Linked DNA regions of Ovis aries: region 2 is linked to region 1. The links are chromatin contacts, called in public Hi-C maps. All regions are on one chromosome and are shown on one strand. The core of a region is the stretch at or near the end of the contact, and the rest is flanking DNA. Distances in the headings are between cores, read along the strand shown.

Region 1 (7,707 bases), core at 2,167-4,666:
GACCTTGGAAGCTGGCATGCAGTTCCTAGAGTTAGGTCCAGTAATGGGTTTTAGGAAAAAAACTCTTCTTCATAAGGAATATGAGGAGGGAATAATATTAACAGTTCTTTTTCTGTACACAGTCATTGTCCCACTCTGTGTATCTTTCTCCTTATATCTTCTTATATTTTTTCATTGTCTTTACAAAGTCTGATTACATTTTCGTCTTGATCTTTGCTGTTCACCCAGATATTCTTTAAGATGGGTGAGAAATTGCTAGACTACCTTAAAGAATCAGATAAATGATGCTAAAATGAAGAGTGCTTGAGAGCTGGGTGCTTGTATGTCTTATTCACCACTGTACCTCTGGCTTGTGCCTCCTAGGTGCTACAGAAATATTTGTTAAATGGATGAACAAATGTTTATATTTGTAAGATGAACTGACTGCTCAATGAGCATGTTGCTTATTAGAATGTTTGCCCAGACCATAGTGAGGACCACAGGAATGGTGGAGCAATGCGAAGTATCTAAGTCATTACTTGTTGGTGACACTGCTTTCATTCTACTGTTGGATGACAAAGGATCATGTCATCTTGGTGCAAAATTAGAATTTCTACCAAAACCAAGAAAACCAGTATGATACAGAAATATTTTAAAACTATATAGAACTTATTGACTAGAGTAAGGGCTTGTTGAGTGTTCACAGTTCTCAGATCAGCAAGACTCTTGGAGAAGGAACTTCAGAGACCCGTGGCTGTTAAGACTGGAACTCAGAACCCAGTAAGACGGTTCTGGCTAACTGGAGTTCCTACGATGTTGGTCCAAGGGAACCAGGAGAAGCATGAAGTTGTCCATTTTCCATTCCCTTCAGGGCTTGTGATGAATTAAAGAAGGTGAATTTGAGGTCCATCCAGTTTTAGGATGTAGTGTACGCAGCTGTCAGGAAAAAGACAGCAGGTGGCGCCAAAACATTGTCCTACTTCTGGCACTGGCTTGGGGAGCACTCGAGGTGGAGAGGGTTCTCTCAGGGACAGGGAGTGGGGACTGGCTACCTTGGTTGTTGCTCAGGTGAGAAATCCTTGCGGGCTCCGTGTCTGCTCCCTCCCCCTCACCCAGGGTCTGGACCCCCACTCTCCTACTTCAGCCAGAGGACTGGTGAGGAGAGGGGGTTCCCAGCAAACCCAAGAGTGGAGGAGCCCGTTAACTTTCTGTCCCTGCCAGGACTGGGTCTCCTTCAGGGCCCGATGCTGCCAGATGCCCTGGTTCCTAAGGCTCTTGCCTCATTCTGTGATCCTCTATTTTTTCCTTTCTGTGAATTTCATTCTATCTTTTGACAGATGTCCATCTTAGGATACCTTTCTTGTTTCGGGACACTTTCCTCATGGGTAGATCTCTTTTTTTCTTTGACCCCAGTTTCTCTGAGAGGCAGGGAGTGGTGACTGGGGAACACTGGCTCCCAGACGAATTTAAACTGGAGGTACTGCCCAGAGGGTGGAGAAGGACAGGGAAAGCTGTTTCATGAGAGGCTCTTTGGTTCTGAGAAGGCAGCAGGACAGTGTCCAGACCGTGGGACACCAAAGCGAGTGTCCCGAGTCACCTCGGGATCTGCCAGAACTGAGGCTGGCTCTTTGGCGTCCAGGTGCCGGAGCAGGCCCGGCTCCCCGGCCCTGACCAACTCCCACAGCCCCGTCGCCAGCTCTCTTCCATCCTTGTCCCCAGTGCCCCTTGCCTTCCCCACTCCCTGCGCACACCCGCCGCACACCCGCCGGGCTGTCTCCAGCCTTCATTCCTTGAGCTTGTTCCTTGGGCCTCCCCGCTTCCCTGGGGCGGGCTTAAGGGCTGGGCGGAGCTGTCCGCCCGAATCCCCTGTGGGCCCTTTGGTTCCTGGTTCTATATATATCCCTGTCCTTCTCTGCGCAGGGTTTGATACGGCTTTATGGGCATTTCCATGCGCTTCACAGGCACAGCCATCACAGAGGCGTGTTTCACCCGAGAAACCTCAGCGGAGCCTGGCCTGTGGCGGACTCAGTCTGGCCCCTGAATCAAGGCTCTCTTCTCTCCCTGCCCTCCCCCGCCCTCCCCCTCCATGTCCCCACTGCCTACCCCCAAGTGAATAACAGAGCTCTGGGGAGCACTCAGCCTCATTGGCAAAGCGTTTTGGAACTCAAGAGATTCACGGGGAATTCTTGAGTGTCCAGTTTCTCCACTCAGTTAGCTGGGGAAGGTGTGAACCCTGACATCTGGCTTAGACTCTGCTGTAATAGGGCAGGTGGGCATTCTCGAACAGAATGGAATCTAGCAGCTGCTGGCAGGTTCTCTTGAGGCATGTGAAAAAGGAAGAAGAGCCTTATGAACTGGGGCCAGAGGAGCCAATGGGGGGCCTAGTGTGAGGATCAGAGGCAGACCTGGGTCATATGAGTTCAGAGTGATGAAAAGGGTACTCAACCCAGTGGGTAGGGAAGATGCTCCTCCAGGGGCCTCCCTTTTGGCTCATTCTCTGGCCAGCAGATGAACTGGTGGAATCTGGTTTAGAAAGAGATAGTTTTCTTAGAACAAAGGGGAAATTTGTTAAGCAGGCTAAAATTTGCATGAGGAAGCAATAGACACTCCCCCCATTTTAGGATATCTAACATCCCCAGGAATCATAATAGGTACCATTTTGGGGGGTACCTCTGAGTGCTAGGCCCTCTGCCTATAAATCTTGCTGGAACTCTTCGCCACCTTTTTATGAGTTGGTATTTCTCATGGTATAGAGAGTGAAACTGAGATTCAGAGAGTATAAGCTTCCTGAAGTCACTTAGCTAATAAATAAGGGATGAAGCCAGCTTTCAAAGCAAGTCAGCTAAATCTGAACCCATGCTCTTTCCGCTGTACCATGCTGCCTCCCTAAGGAGCCCATATAAGCAGGTGACAGAGCTGCTCCTGACTTAGTTTGTGGTCTGAAAAATGTTTAGTCTCTTTCCGTTATTTAAAACTTCACATTTCCACGTGGTTCTCTAAACCTGACACCTGTGTTTACTTGTGAGTTTCCCTGACATCCTGGCTGATTCTTCCAGCCTGGGAATTCCCAGGGCACCGGGACGCTTGGCTGTGCCCATAAAGGACTGGCCCATGTATGTGTGCATCTCTTTGTTATTATCCAGCTGAGCTCAGGCAAGAAGGCAGCGCACTGTACCGTTGTTGCCTCAGGGCCTTCTCCTCTGGCTTAGAGACATCGGTCCATTTGTGACTCTGCTGTCCAGAGTGGCCTGGCTAGGTATTTTCTTTTCCCTGCGATGTTTACTGTTCTTTCGTGGGATTTCAGATTTCCATGATGGCGGAAGGCTTGTAAAATGTAGGGGTGGGGAAGGGTTACAGTGGCAGGAGCCTGGGCCAGGCCAGGTCGAGCCAGCAGCACAGACAGCTTTTATAATGGTGTGCAGGGCTGGGAGGCTTGTAAAGGCGATGCAGGCAGATAGGGGGATAAATCATGCAAGCAGTGGGCAGGGTGGTGAGCCGAGGTTAGGAATTAACTTTGTGTTGGATGGAGCCCAGGTTGTGGGATGGGAAGAGAGGCCTCTCCTCTTTTCCTCTCCTCTCAGCTCTGTTCTTTGCCTCTCCTTTCTGTTGGCCCTATTCACTGCAGGCTGTGACATGTTTGCGTAGCCCTTCCTGTCCCTCCTCCAAGTTGCCTGAGCTAAATCAACAAAGAAGAGGGTACCCCAGAGCAAGGGAAGAAAGTCCTTCATGCTTCCACCAATCAAACTGCTTTGTTCTATTGCAAATACGGAATGGAACTGGCTGCCGCATTCCTTTCTATAGCCATGTGTATATCAGGGTGCCCATCCCGAGTTCCCTTCTGCTTGTTCTCATGTGTATGACTTTTACCTAGAAAACGGACCTGATTCCTTCAGGATCATAAAGAAAGCAGAAAATACTCTTTCAGCCCTTGTGAAGTTACCCATCTTGATGTAAGATCTTGGCCTGTCTGAGCCAGGGTGTAGACCTTGACAGGCTTCTTTTGAGGGCTCAGGCAAATCCAGATTGCTTCTTTCAGGAATTATATTGGATGACGGCCTCTTTTCCTCATGATGTCTCTGTGTCTCATGTATGGAAATGAGGAGGGAGCTGGGAGCAATGCAGAGTCAGGCCACATGAGCAGTCAGAGTGGACTTTGTGTGTGAAAGAAGTCAAGGTTAAATTTTCTCTGAAGACGTGTGCATGTGTATATAGTGGCTGAGGGTTAGGAGGTAGGTGCTTATGCAGGGGTAGTGTTTATAAGCCTCTTCAGGTCAGAGCTACATCTGTTACGATCTTTATTCTTCTTTATTCCTTTCTCTTTATTTGTACAGCCCTTCATGTGATGCTTTACAAATTTCAAGTGATCAATAAATGTTTTTGACTATGTGCTTTGGCTCCTGATTGGCATGAGCAGTCAGCCCCTTCTTCCATTGCTCTCTTCCCCCTCAGCATCTCTCACCATAAATTGTCCCTCTAATCATCACAGCTTTCAAGTGGATGGCTCAGCCCAAACGAAAGTCATTGACTGCATTTCTTCCTCCCCAGATCTGTAATAATAGCACTGCCACTTTTCTTTCTAATTAGGCCCTGATTGAAAACTGGTTGTATTTGGACTTTTTTTCTTCTGTTCAGCTTTTTAGTTCCAGTGGTGGAAAAATATTCAGCTGAGGTTTGGGTTTTTCTTTTCTCCACCCCCCCCCCAACCCCCAGTTTTTTTCTTCTCCTTTTTCCTTCTTCTTTTTAATATGGTGGATTCTTTTGGAAAAGCTGTCCCTAGCCTGTTGGATCCCCACTCACAAACCCCAGCCTTCTCCTAGAAGACCGGGTCTTTTCAAGTGGTTTGCGTTGAACACGTCGGAGCCCCCAATGCCTGTGACAGTTTCTGTTAATTATAGAGGCTCTTTCCCCCTCTCACATTAGTCAAAGGAGTTTTGTGTATTTTAACAGCGCTTTCCCTTGGCTTGAATAAGACTCTGTTCAGACATTTCCTAGGGCTGGTGAGTGGGCAGCCCTCACTGGTACCCGGGAGCAATGTTTCCTTATTTACTTCTCTAGGGGCTTCAGAGATTACAGGGGGAAGGATCTTTCCTCATGTGCTTGAAATTTAGTTGTTTCTGGGTTACAGACACAGTTCTTACCCAGTCAAAAGCTCCTGCAGTGTCTGAGCCTCAGCTAGGGAAGAGATATGCACTTGTGTGTGGAAATGCTCTCCAGGTCTGTGAGTCCCTTCTTTGTGCTTTCACTTTGCTCCCAGCCTTATCTAGGCCTTGTGTGAGGGTCCCCTGCTTGTCCTTACTGTTGAGCTACATCAGAGTGTTTCTGGGAACCCTAGCTTCATCCGTAATTCTTAGGGCTGAAAAAGCATTACCTCTTATAGCCCTCGGAGCATTTTTGGAGCTATCATCTTTGATATTAAAAGTGCCCTTTTGTCCTGAAGGCTCCCAGAAAGACATTTTGCTGGCTTAGTCAGGTGAAGGCCTTCTCAGTGGAAATCAGCCCTGATACATGGTCTGCCCTGATAAATGAGTTTGAGCAAGCTCTGGTAGCTGGCGATGGACAGGGAAGCCTGGCATGCTGCAGTCCATGGGGTCTCAAAGAGTCGGACACCACTGAGCAACAGAACTGAACTGAACTGAACATGATCTGCTGCGGGACAGCCCTGAGAAGTCAGTCTCCCAGTTTGGCTAGGAGAGAGCAGAAGATCACGGAAACAACCATTGTTCAACTGCATGTCCTCAGTGGGGCTGCATTCTGTTGAATTTGGACAGCCTGAATTTAGTCTGGGAGGGGATCGAGAGGTTCTCACAGATGACGCTGTGCTGTGGGTAGGGTTAAGAGACCCCCTCATCAAGCATCTCTGAACATGTCAGTTAAAAAAAAAATTATTGGAGTCTAGTTGATTCACGGTGTTGTGTTAGTTTCAGGTGTACAGCACAGTGAATCAGTTATACATATATCCAGTCTTTTTTAGAGTATATAGGGTATACTCTATATACTGTTTACAGAGTATTGAGTAGAGTTCCTTGTGCTATGTAGTAGGTTCTTATTAGTTGTCTGTTTTATATATAGTAGTACGTGTATGTCAATCTGAATCTCCCTATATATCCCTCGCTTCCTCTTATCCCCTGGTTATTTGGACTGTAAAGAAGGCTGAGCATTGAAGAATTGATGCTTTTGAATTGCGGTGCTGGAGAGGATTCTTGAGAGTCCTTTGGACAGCAAGGAGATCAGACTAGTCCATCCTAAAGGAAATCAACCCTGAATATTCATTGGAAGGACTGATGCTGAAGCTGAAGCTCCAATTCTTTGGCCACCTGATGCAAAGAACTGACTCATTAGAAAAGACCCTGATGCTGGGAGAGATTGAAGGCAGGAAGAGAAGGGGATGACAGAGGATGATGTGGTTGGATGGCATCACCGACTCAATGGATATGAGTTTGAGCAAACTCTGGGATATAGTGAAGGACAGGCAAACCTGGTGTGCTACGGTCCATGTGGTCACAAACAGTCAGACATGATGACTGAACAACAACCTCAAGTTTGTTTTCTATATCTGTCACCCTATTTCTGTTTTGTACCTAAAGAATATAAAGAAGATAAGTTCATTTGTACCCTTTTTTTTTAGGTTCCACATAGAAGTGATATCATGTACTTGTCTTCCTCTGGACATGTCACTTCTAATTGCTGGATAATAATCATTTGTCCTACTGTGACCTTTATTATTTTCTTGGAGATTTACTTAGCTGTGAATTTCTCCTTAAGAATAGTTTGCTTTTGAAGATCTTGTTTTCAGCTCCTGCACCGTGTTCTGAGCCAAGACACCCCCTCTGTCTGAAGCACTGGTTTTAATTTGGATGAGAACATTGAGGCAGGAGGCTCTTGAAGAGTAACAGACTGGCATGTTCTGTTCAGGCTTCTCCTGGGACACTGGCACTTAGAGTGAAGATGGATTTTTTGGAGTATTAAATGGGTGACACTCATAATTATGGTAATGCCTAGTTCTGTTTTTCTGGAACTAGGGAATTCTTGAAAATGCTATCATTTCTGGCTATAGCTTAACAGATGAGGAATCTTAGGCCCCTACAGAGAAGATCTGCTAGTTTAGCTAGCTTAGATTCTTCTGTGTTCACAGAAGATGGAACTAAAACTTACATGGGCGGGGGGAGTCCTTTGCTCATGGAAAGGATGGGGCTGGAGTAAAGAAAGGACTCTTTTTGACAAAAGAATAACACAAGCTCTTAGAGGCCCTGAGTGGCTGAACCTGGGGGCATTCTCTGTGTCCCTGCAGAAGGGTAAAACCAGAGTGTTATAGAAATTCACAATGATTCCATCTTAAAATCACTTCTTGGGTCACAATCCAGGGAAACTGATTCCCCACATAGAGTGTAACTTCCCCACTCTCTTCTTTTCTTTCCTGTCTCCCCCTCCCCAATTTGTTTGGAGTCTCTCCCTTAGCACGTGTTTGGTCTACCAAATGCAAGTCATCTTCCTGTCCTGTGACCACAGAGACTGCAGCGTTGGAAATTCCTCCTGAATTGCTGACATGGTTGTGCTGTACATTGTTTATGTTTTATGACAGTCGTTTAACAATATAAACTGTAATATATTAAGGTAAAACATTGAACAAGAGAAGCAGAGTCGAAAGATACCAGTGACGTGTTTGCTTAGCACGGAGGAGGTAAAGGACTTCCATTTCATCACTGCCTTTCTCACTTGCCGTAAGTGATA
Region 2 (7,707 bases), core at 1,383-3,882, 43 kb before region 1:
TGGAGATGATCCCGATAACTTTTATGGAGAAAGTAACATTGAGCTGGTCTCAAAGGATGGTAAGATTGAAACGTATTTGGTAAGAAGGTCATTCCTGGCAGAGGAACCACAGTAAACAATGCTGAAATAGGAAGTCATAGCATATGCTCCCGGAGCAGCAAATAACTTAGTTTGTTAGCTCAGCTTAGCAAACAGCAGTGATTTTAACTGAGGACGATTTTATCCCACAGAGAACATTTGGCAGTGTCTGGAGACATTTTTGGTTGTTACAAGCAGGGGAGAGGTTACTTGCATTTAGAGGTTATTTGCATTTAATGGGTAGAAAGATGCTGTTAAACATTCTATAGTGCCCAGAACAGCCTCTCTCAAACAGAGAATTATCTGGTCCAAATGTCAGTAGTACTGAGGTTGAGGCACTCAGGCTAGAGCATAAAAGGTGAGAAGGAGGAAATAAGGTTGGGGATTTTAATACCAAACTTTCCAAAGACAGGGAGCCTGGAATGATCAAAGCATATCTGAAGGGCATGTGGATGCCCAGAAGACAGGGTGTTAAGCAGGGGTCCTGTGGGAAGGGTCTGGGTGTGGGAAATAGAGAGCAGAGGGACAAAGTGGGGAGGGAGAGATAGAACAATTCAGAAAGATATGCCCTCCATCCAGTACTTAAGCTTAGGTTGGAAGTATTAGGCCCTTGGTTTTGCATAGTGTCAGAGTCCCCCTCCTGCCTGGTCCCAACTCCTTGTAGGCTGGAGCCCCTTGGATGTGCTACTGCGCTCATTGCTCACAGAGCCCATCTTCCTGGCGGGACTCTTGGGCTTCCTCCTAGAGAACACCATTTCTGGTAAGTTGAGGCCAGGCCCCAGCAGACTGGGGAGTGGCCAGAAAGTCATCACTCCCTGGGTTGGGCAATGTCCTGACCACTCTGTCTTTTGCAGGCACACGGCTTGAGAGAGGCCTAGGGCAAGGGCTGCCACCTCCTTTTACTGCCCGAAAGGCTCGGATGCCTCAGAAGTCCAGGGAGAAGGCAGATAAAGAGTACGAGCTTCCTTTCTCCATCCAAAACCTGTGTCCCTGCATTCCCCAACCCCTCCGTTGCCTCTGCCCGCTGCCCCAAGACTCTGGGAATGAGGAAAGAGGGCCCGCTGAGCCCAGAGAGACAGCTGACTTGCTGCCTGACTTTGGGGACCAGTGCCCTCAGCCTAGCAGAGGACAGTCCCAGTAATTACCAGGACTCCTACTCTAGTTAGTTTAGTCCTAACTCCCAGCTTGCTGAAGAACCAGATCACAGGCTCCACTTTTTCCCGGGGAGAGGATGTGTGTGTGTATCTCACATGGGCCCCCCAAAAATCTCACTTCCCAATAGGTGTGTTTGCCTTTTCCTTTCTTAGTTAGGCCTGTTCCAGAGCAGGGGCTGTGAATGAATGAGTGATATTTTGCCTGTGAATGATCTATACTCGAACCCTAGCATTCACTTAACTGATATTTATTATCTCCTATGTGTAAGGTCCTGGAAATATAGATATGGATAAGACAGGGTCCCTCCCCTCTCAAATACTTATGATTTAAAAAGACATGTAATTACTGGACTTCCCTGGAAGTCCAAGCTTCCAGTGCAAAGGGTGTGGATTCCATCCCTGGTTGGGGAACTACTAAGATCCAGTAAGCTTTGTGGTACATCAAAAAAACAACAACAATAAAAAACATGTAATTACTAACTAAAATCCAAAGTGGAAGTCAGTCTTCAATAAAGATTAAAAGAATGCTATGGGAGCAAAGAGTAAGAAACAATGAATTCTGATTGGGGATAGTGGGAAAGACTTTACATAGAAGCAGCACTGGGGCTGGCCTTAACAAGAGGACTTTGGGTTGTGGAACATGGATGAGAATTTTTCAGACTTGGGTGTCCAGATGGAGCAAAACTGTAAGTTACACAAGGTACAAGATGAGTTGGATTGGTGATGGAGCATACGTATGGTGGTGGATGGAGGGAGAAAGCAGGCAGGAAGGTACAAGACAAGGTCAGACCAGGGGAGGTATGCCTGGGAGACTCATCTCTTAAACAACCAGAGTGCTGGTGGGACCCAAGAGAGAATATCTAGTGACGTTCAATCCCCTCATTTTATTTAAAAATAAAACAACAAAAAAGACACGTAGGGTAGGGAAATTTGACTTTCGGTTTTTCAACAAATTCAAATTCGTGGTCCTTCTTCCTGCATTTCGTCTGGCATTCTTTCTACTCTGCCAGGGCAACTCTGCTGTGCTGAGCTTAGTTGCTTAGTCGTGTCCGATTCTTTGCGACTCTATGGATTGTATCCAGCCAGGCTCCTCTGTCCATGGGGATTCTCCAGGCAAGGATACAGGAGTCGGTTGCCATGCCCTCCTCCAGGGGATGCATCTTCCCAACCCTGGTATCCCGCATTGCAGGCGAATTCTTTACTATCTGAGCCTCCAGGGACGCAGGGCAACTCTAAAGTGCGCCTTTTTCCTTCTACCCACCTACCAGGGCCCCGGTAGCCCTCCGGCTCCGAGCACTCCAGTTATCAGCTCCCGGGGCCCAGATGCCCCGCCCACATCAGGCCTGGGCTCCGCCCCAGTGTCCCAAGACCCCACCTCCCTGTAGTGGGGGTGGGAAATGCTTCTACTCTAGGCCTTTTCGTTGGCGCGGGCGGGCCAGCCTGCCGCGGGGAGGGTGAGAGCTCTCTCGGCCGCTCACGGTAGGTGGGGTCGAGCTGTAATCCGGGCCAGGGCCAGGGCTAGGCAGCGAAAGACATCTCGGGCCCTGCGGGCTGGTCCTGGCAATAGCGCCTCCTCCCCCCAAGTGTCCTGCCAGGAGGGACCCGCGCGCGGCCAAGGTTCTGGGCCAGGCCTCCGGGGATGGGCGGGGGTGGTGGTGGCAGGGGCCGCGCGTGCGCAGCTCGCCTCCCGGCCGCGGGGCGGGGTTTGTGGAGGTACTCCCAGCCGGCAACTTGCTGCGATGAAGCAGCCGGTTTTTGGCCTTGTTGCCGCTTGGGGAGTCCGGAGCCGCGCCTCAAGCAGCCGGCTCTGTAAAAATAGAAACACGGACTGGAAGGCCTTTCTCGCGAGGGCGAATGGAAACTGGCTGCCACCAGGCGGGGCTCCTGGGGTGGGGCTGTGGTAAAGGGAGGGAGGGTCCGCCCTCTCCCAGAGGGATGAGGCGGGGCAGAGTCTAGCCCGGACAGTCTTTGGCGTTCTGCTGTCCTCTGCAGGATGGCGGAGGAACTGCGCCTAGAGGGCTCATCCCGACTCGCTTTAGGCAACCCCACTCCGCTGTTGGCACTCCGCTGTTGGCCCTCCACACTTCCCCTCCCTTCATTCAGTAATTGTAACAGGTGTACATTTGACTTCCCTCAAAGCTCAGTGACACGACTGAGCGACTTCACTTTCACTTTTGAGAAGGAAATGGCAACCCACTCCAGTGTTCTTGCCTGGAGAATCCCAGGGACGGGGGAGCCTGGTGGGCTGCCGTCTATGGGGTCGCACAGAGTCGGGCAGGACTGAAGCGACTTAGCAGCAGCAGCATAGCTCAGTAGGTAAAGAATCTACCTGCAATGCTGGAGACCCGGGTTCGACTCCTGGGTCGGGAGGATCCCCTGGAGAAGGAAATAGCAACCCACTCCAGTATTCTTGCCTGGAGAATCCCGTGGACAGAGGAGCCTGGCAGGCTACAGACCCTGGGGTCGCAAGAGTTGGACACGACTTAGCAACTAAACCACCACCACCACACTTGAAGCTAATATAATATTGTAAATCAGCTATACTTCAATAAAAAATTATTAGAAGAAAAGAAAAGAAAAATAAACGGGTGAATCTGGTTAATGTGAAGTCATCCTGGAAGGAAATAAGAAAAAGCTGAGATATAGATCTCAGAACTGGACGTGTGTGGTGAGAGCAGCTTACTCTAGGTGTGGTGCTGAATTTCTCAAACCTTTTTGGGGGGCTTTTTGACCCCCCCAGCTGCATTTTAAACTCCTCCCCCACCCACAAAACACCATACAGTGTGAGGGTCTTGAGCATCCAGGCTTTCTAAAGTGACAGGCTCAGATAATCAGCCCAATTTTGATGACTGACAGGCTCAGATAATCAGCCCAATTTTGATGACTGAGAATGCACACTGGGGTGTGTCTAGAAAGGAGAGAAGGGCTTGGTGACTTGCTGTTTGTGACATACTTGAGGTTTGTGATCTTGGGCAAAGTGGGACTCTGGTCTGGTGAGGACTGGCTTCATCATTCCCAGATCTTCCCCTCTGAGTAGGAATAGCAGGGGAACTGTGACTGAAATACCATCCTCCAGACAGAAGGTTTTGAGGCTGCAGATAAAAGTCACAATATATGCATTTCTATTTCACCTGCCTAGTGACTGTACAAATTATGTTACAAGGCTGCACTAGGTTATGGTTGGAAGAATAATGGCTTAGATTGAGATGAAAATGACTGGAAGAATGGAGCCATGTTAACCATATTAATGAAATCCAAGGATTTTCATTGTTTTCTTTATATTCTTAAAGATCTGCCTCCCCCAACTTCAGTTTGTATTTATAGACTTTCATTATATCACTTTTTTTTTAACCCACAGGAAAAATGATCAAACTGCCTGTAAAGTAGCCACAGTTACTGAACATCTGTTAGGTTGAGGCTACACATTTAGTTATTGAAGCGGAAAGGCTGGCTTCCAGGATGTTCAGCAGGGCATGATATTGATGGCAGTGCCTTGGGTAGGGAGGTAGGCGATGAGGGAAGTGGAGTTATTTCATGGTCTCTACTTTTGCTATGTTCTGTATCTTATATTGACTTCTTAGTCATTCAGGGTCTTTTTGAAATGGAGTTGGGGCTTTTCTCTTTGCTTCTGGACATGGAGTTATTAGCTCTTTATTTGACCATAACTGTGGACCTCTTCCCTCCAAATGGGTATATGCATGTATGCACAAAGTTCACGTATAATTCCAGAGAACTTACATGCATTGACTCTAGATTAAGAATCCCTGAGAATGTATCTATATTTAGGGAAAAATGTATTTAGAGGACATATAAGTGTATATATATGCATATAGTAATTTATGTAATATATAGATATATGTTTAGTGAATATACACACCTCTAGTATTCTTGCTTGGAGAATCCCCACTGACAGAGGAGCCTGGCAGGCTATAGTCAGTCCATAGGGTCGAAGAGTCAGACACGACTGAGCAACTAAACACACACACACACACACACACACACATATTTAAAATTCTGAGAGCTTCCAGAGTTTTGTTTTTAGATAATGATCAAATAATTCGAGTTTCCTGCTTATGACACTTACGATGTTTTATAAAAAAGAACAATTTCTTCTCTTTTAGGAATTCTGGGAAAGGATAGCACTGACATTTATTAGGAATGTGATAAAGATGCGATCTTTATCACTGCCATCAATGATATCATGCCCTGCTGAACATCCTGGAAGCCAACCTTTCCACTTCAATAACTAAATGTGTAGCCTCAACCTAACAGATGTTCAGTAACTATGGCTACTTTACAGGCAGTTTGATCATTTTTCCTGTGGGTTAAAATGGTGTAGGTTTCCACAGTTTTACCATTGGAAAGCAGAAATTCTAGTACCCGTTTATTGAGGCTTAAATGCCATTGAAGAAGGAGATATTTTACATCCTCTAGGAATTTAATATGAGGAAAAAACCGTCAAAATTCTAGATAGAATTTTAGTGATGCTCAGCTTATTACATACCAGGAGGGTGGAGGAGAGGGGGAAGAAAGTAAATCCATTCCTTTTGTTTTCGTAGGATTTTCACGAAGCATATTTGATACAGAACTGTTTGGTGTCAGACCTGCAGGACCCTGGAGGCACTTTGCTAAATTAAGACTCTGCTGCAGATGGAGGAACTGGAGCAAGGCCTGCTGATGCAGCCATGGGCATGGCTACAGCTTGCTGAGAACTCCCTCCTGGCCAAGGTGTATATCACCAGGCAGGGCTATGCCTTGCTGGTTTCAGATCTTCAACAGGTGTGGCATGAACAAGTGGACACTAGTGTGATCAGCCAGCGAGCCAAGGTAAGTGTGAAGAGAAGTACTGCTGTGGGTGGCAGGGGACATAATTTCTTCCCTAGTGAAGGTCAGGGAACATTACCATCTCCCAACTTGTTGGCCTGTAGGTTGCCAAGGAAGGTCAAATCAGGATAAAACAATTGCTACCAGTGTTCTGCACTTCCGCCTCTAACCCTGGGATCTTTCCATATGGGTGTGGGTATATTTCTGTAGTGTATTCAGGAGAAGGAAGAATTGTGAAGTAGGCCAGAAATGTTTTCTTCTTTCCTGTTCTGATGTTTTTATTTTCCCTCCCCTTCCTCTTCTGTCTACTATCTTCTCTTTTAAAAATGTCTTCATTTACATGGCTGCATCGGGTCTTAGTTGTGACATGTAGGATCTTTCATTCTGGCTTGAGGACTTCTTCTCTAGTTGCGGTGTGTGGGCTCCAGAGTGCACTGGCTCGGCGGTTTCTGCACACGGGCTTAGTTGCCCCTCAGCACGGGCCCTTCACTTGCTCCTCAAGGTTCTGGATCTTCCCGAACCAGGGATTGAACCCTCATACCCTGCATTGCAGGATGGATTCTTAACCCACTAGACCACCAGGGGAGTCCCCTGCCCACTGTCTTCCTGTTAACCAGAGCTTTCCTTTGCTGTTACCTATGAGAGTCCCAGGTGGCACTAGTGGTAAGAACCTGCCTGCCAATGCAGGAGACGTAAGAGACTTGGGTTCAGTCTCTGAGATGGGAAGGCCCCCTGGAGAAAGGGAAGGCAACCCACTCCAGTATTCTTGCCTGGGAAATCCCATGGACAGAGGAGTCTGGCGGGCTGCAGTATGTGGGGTCACACAGAGTTGAACATGACTGAAGTGACTTAGCATGTATGTACAAGGGAGTCAGTTTCCTTTTAGCATTCTCACTCTGTAGAAACCCTGCTGTCTTTTTAGGAGCTGAACAAGCGCCTGACTGCTCCTCCCGAGGCTTTTCTTTGTCATTTGGATGATCTGCTTCGCCCGTTGTTGAAGGATGCTTCTTGCCCTGGCACGGCTACATTCTCCTGTGATCATGTGGAAGAGGCACTGATTCTACGGGTGCGGAGTGAGCTTTCTGGCCTCCCATTCTATTGGAATTTCCACTGCATCCTAGCTAGCCCTTCACTGGTAAGTGCAGTTTGAACATGGGGTAGGGAAAGGGGTGCCAGCTGCTCCTTCTTCTCAAAGCTTCTCATATGAAGCTTTTGGTACTCTCTCTTCTTTTCTTTTTATTTGTAAACCCCATTTGAAATTCTTCTCCAATTAGAAAACTTTTCTTAATTAGAAAGAAGGCATAAAGGTTTCTTGACTGGTATTCCTTTCCTTATAAAAGGAGCAGAGTTTGGGTCTACATGTTTGACTGGGTATCTTTAGTCATTACTTGATTTATTGAACATTTATTAAGCATCTACTGTGGGCTAATTGTTGGGTGTTCAGATTTAAAACAATATAGCCTATTGGTGGCTCAGACAGTAAAGCGTCTGCCTACAATGCGGGAGACCTGGGTTCAATCCCTGGGTCGGGAAGATCCCCTGGAGAAGGAAATGGCAACCACTCCAGTACTCTTGCCTGGAAGATCCCATGGACGGAGGAGCCTGGTAGGTTACAGTCCATGGGGTTGCAGAGTCGGACACAACTGAATGA

The links. A called contact is a pair of places that touch in the nucleus more often than the background predicts.
Region 2: a Hi-C map of liver shows a contact between it and region 1, with 2.0 times the contacts expected there. The contact joins the promoter of NHEJ1 here to the enhancer-like site in region 1. A contact is called at or near these places in 2 of 16 Hi-C or Micro-C datasets (liver and mixed tissues).

What each region holds. Positions count from the first base shown.
Region 1 is chr2:221,067,555-221,075,261 of ARS-UI_Ramb_v3.0, reverse strand. The region is part of intron 5 of NHEJ1 (non-homologous end joining factor 1); the gene reads left to right. Among named protein-coding and RNA genes, the nearest start is that of NHEJ1, 43 kb to the left of the region's middle. Within about 2 kb of position 3,416, at least 8 of the 54 cell types and tissues checked have an H3K27ac peak or open chromatin away from gene starts, as enhancers often do. A contact at or near this core is called in liver, where this site is marked.
Region 2 is chr2:221,109,446-221,117,152 of ARS-UI_Ramb_v3.0, reverse strand. NHEJ1 (non-homologous end joining factor 1) reads left to right here and starts at 2,632. Exons shown (of 8, transcript XM_012146435.4): 1 at 2,632-2,711; 2 at 5,792-6,059; 3 at 6,979-7,191. The coding sequence starts at 5,883. It overlaps SLC23A3 (solute carrier family 23 member 3), which reads left to right. Exons shown (of 12, transcript XM_042244257.2): 11 at 743-838; 12 at 933-1,767. The coding sequence ends at 1,219.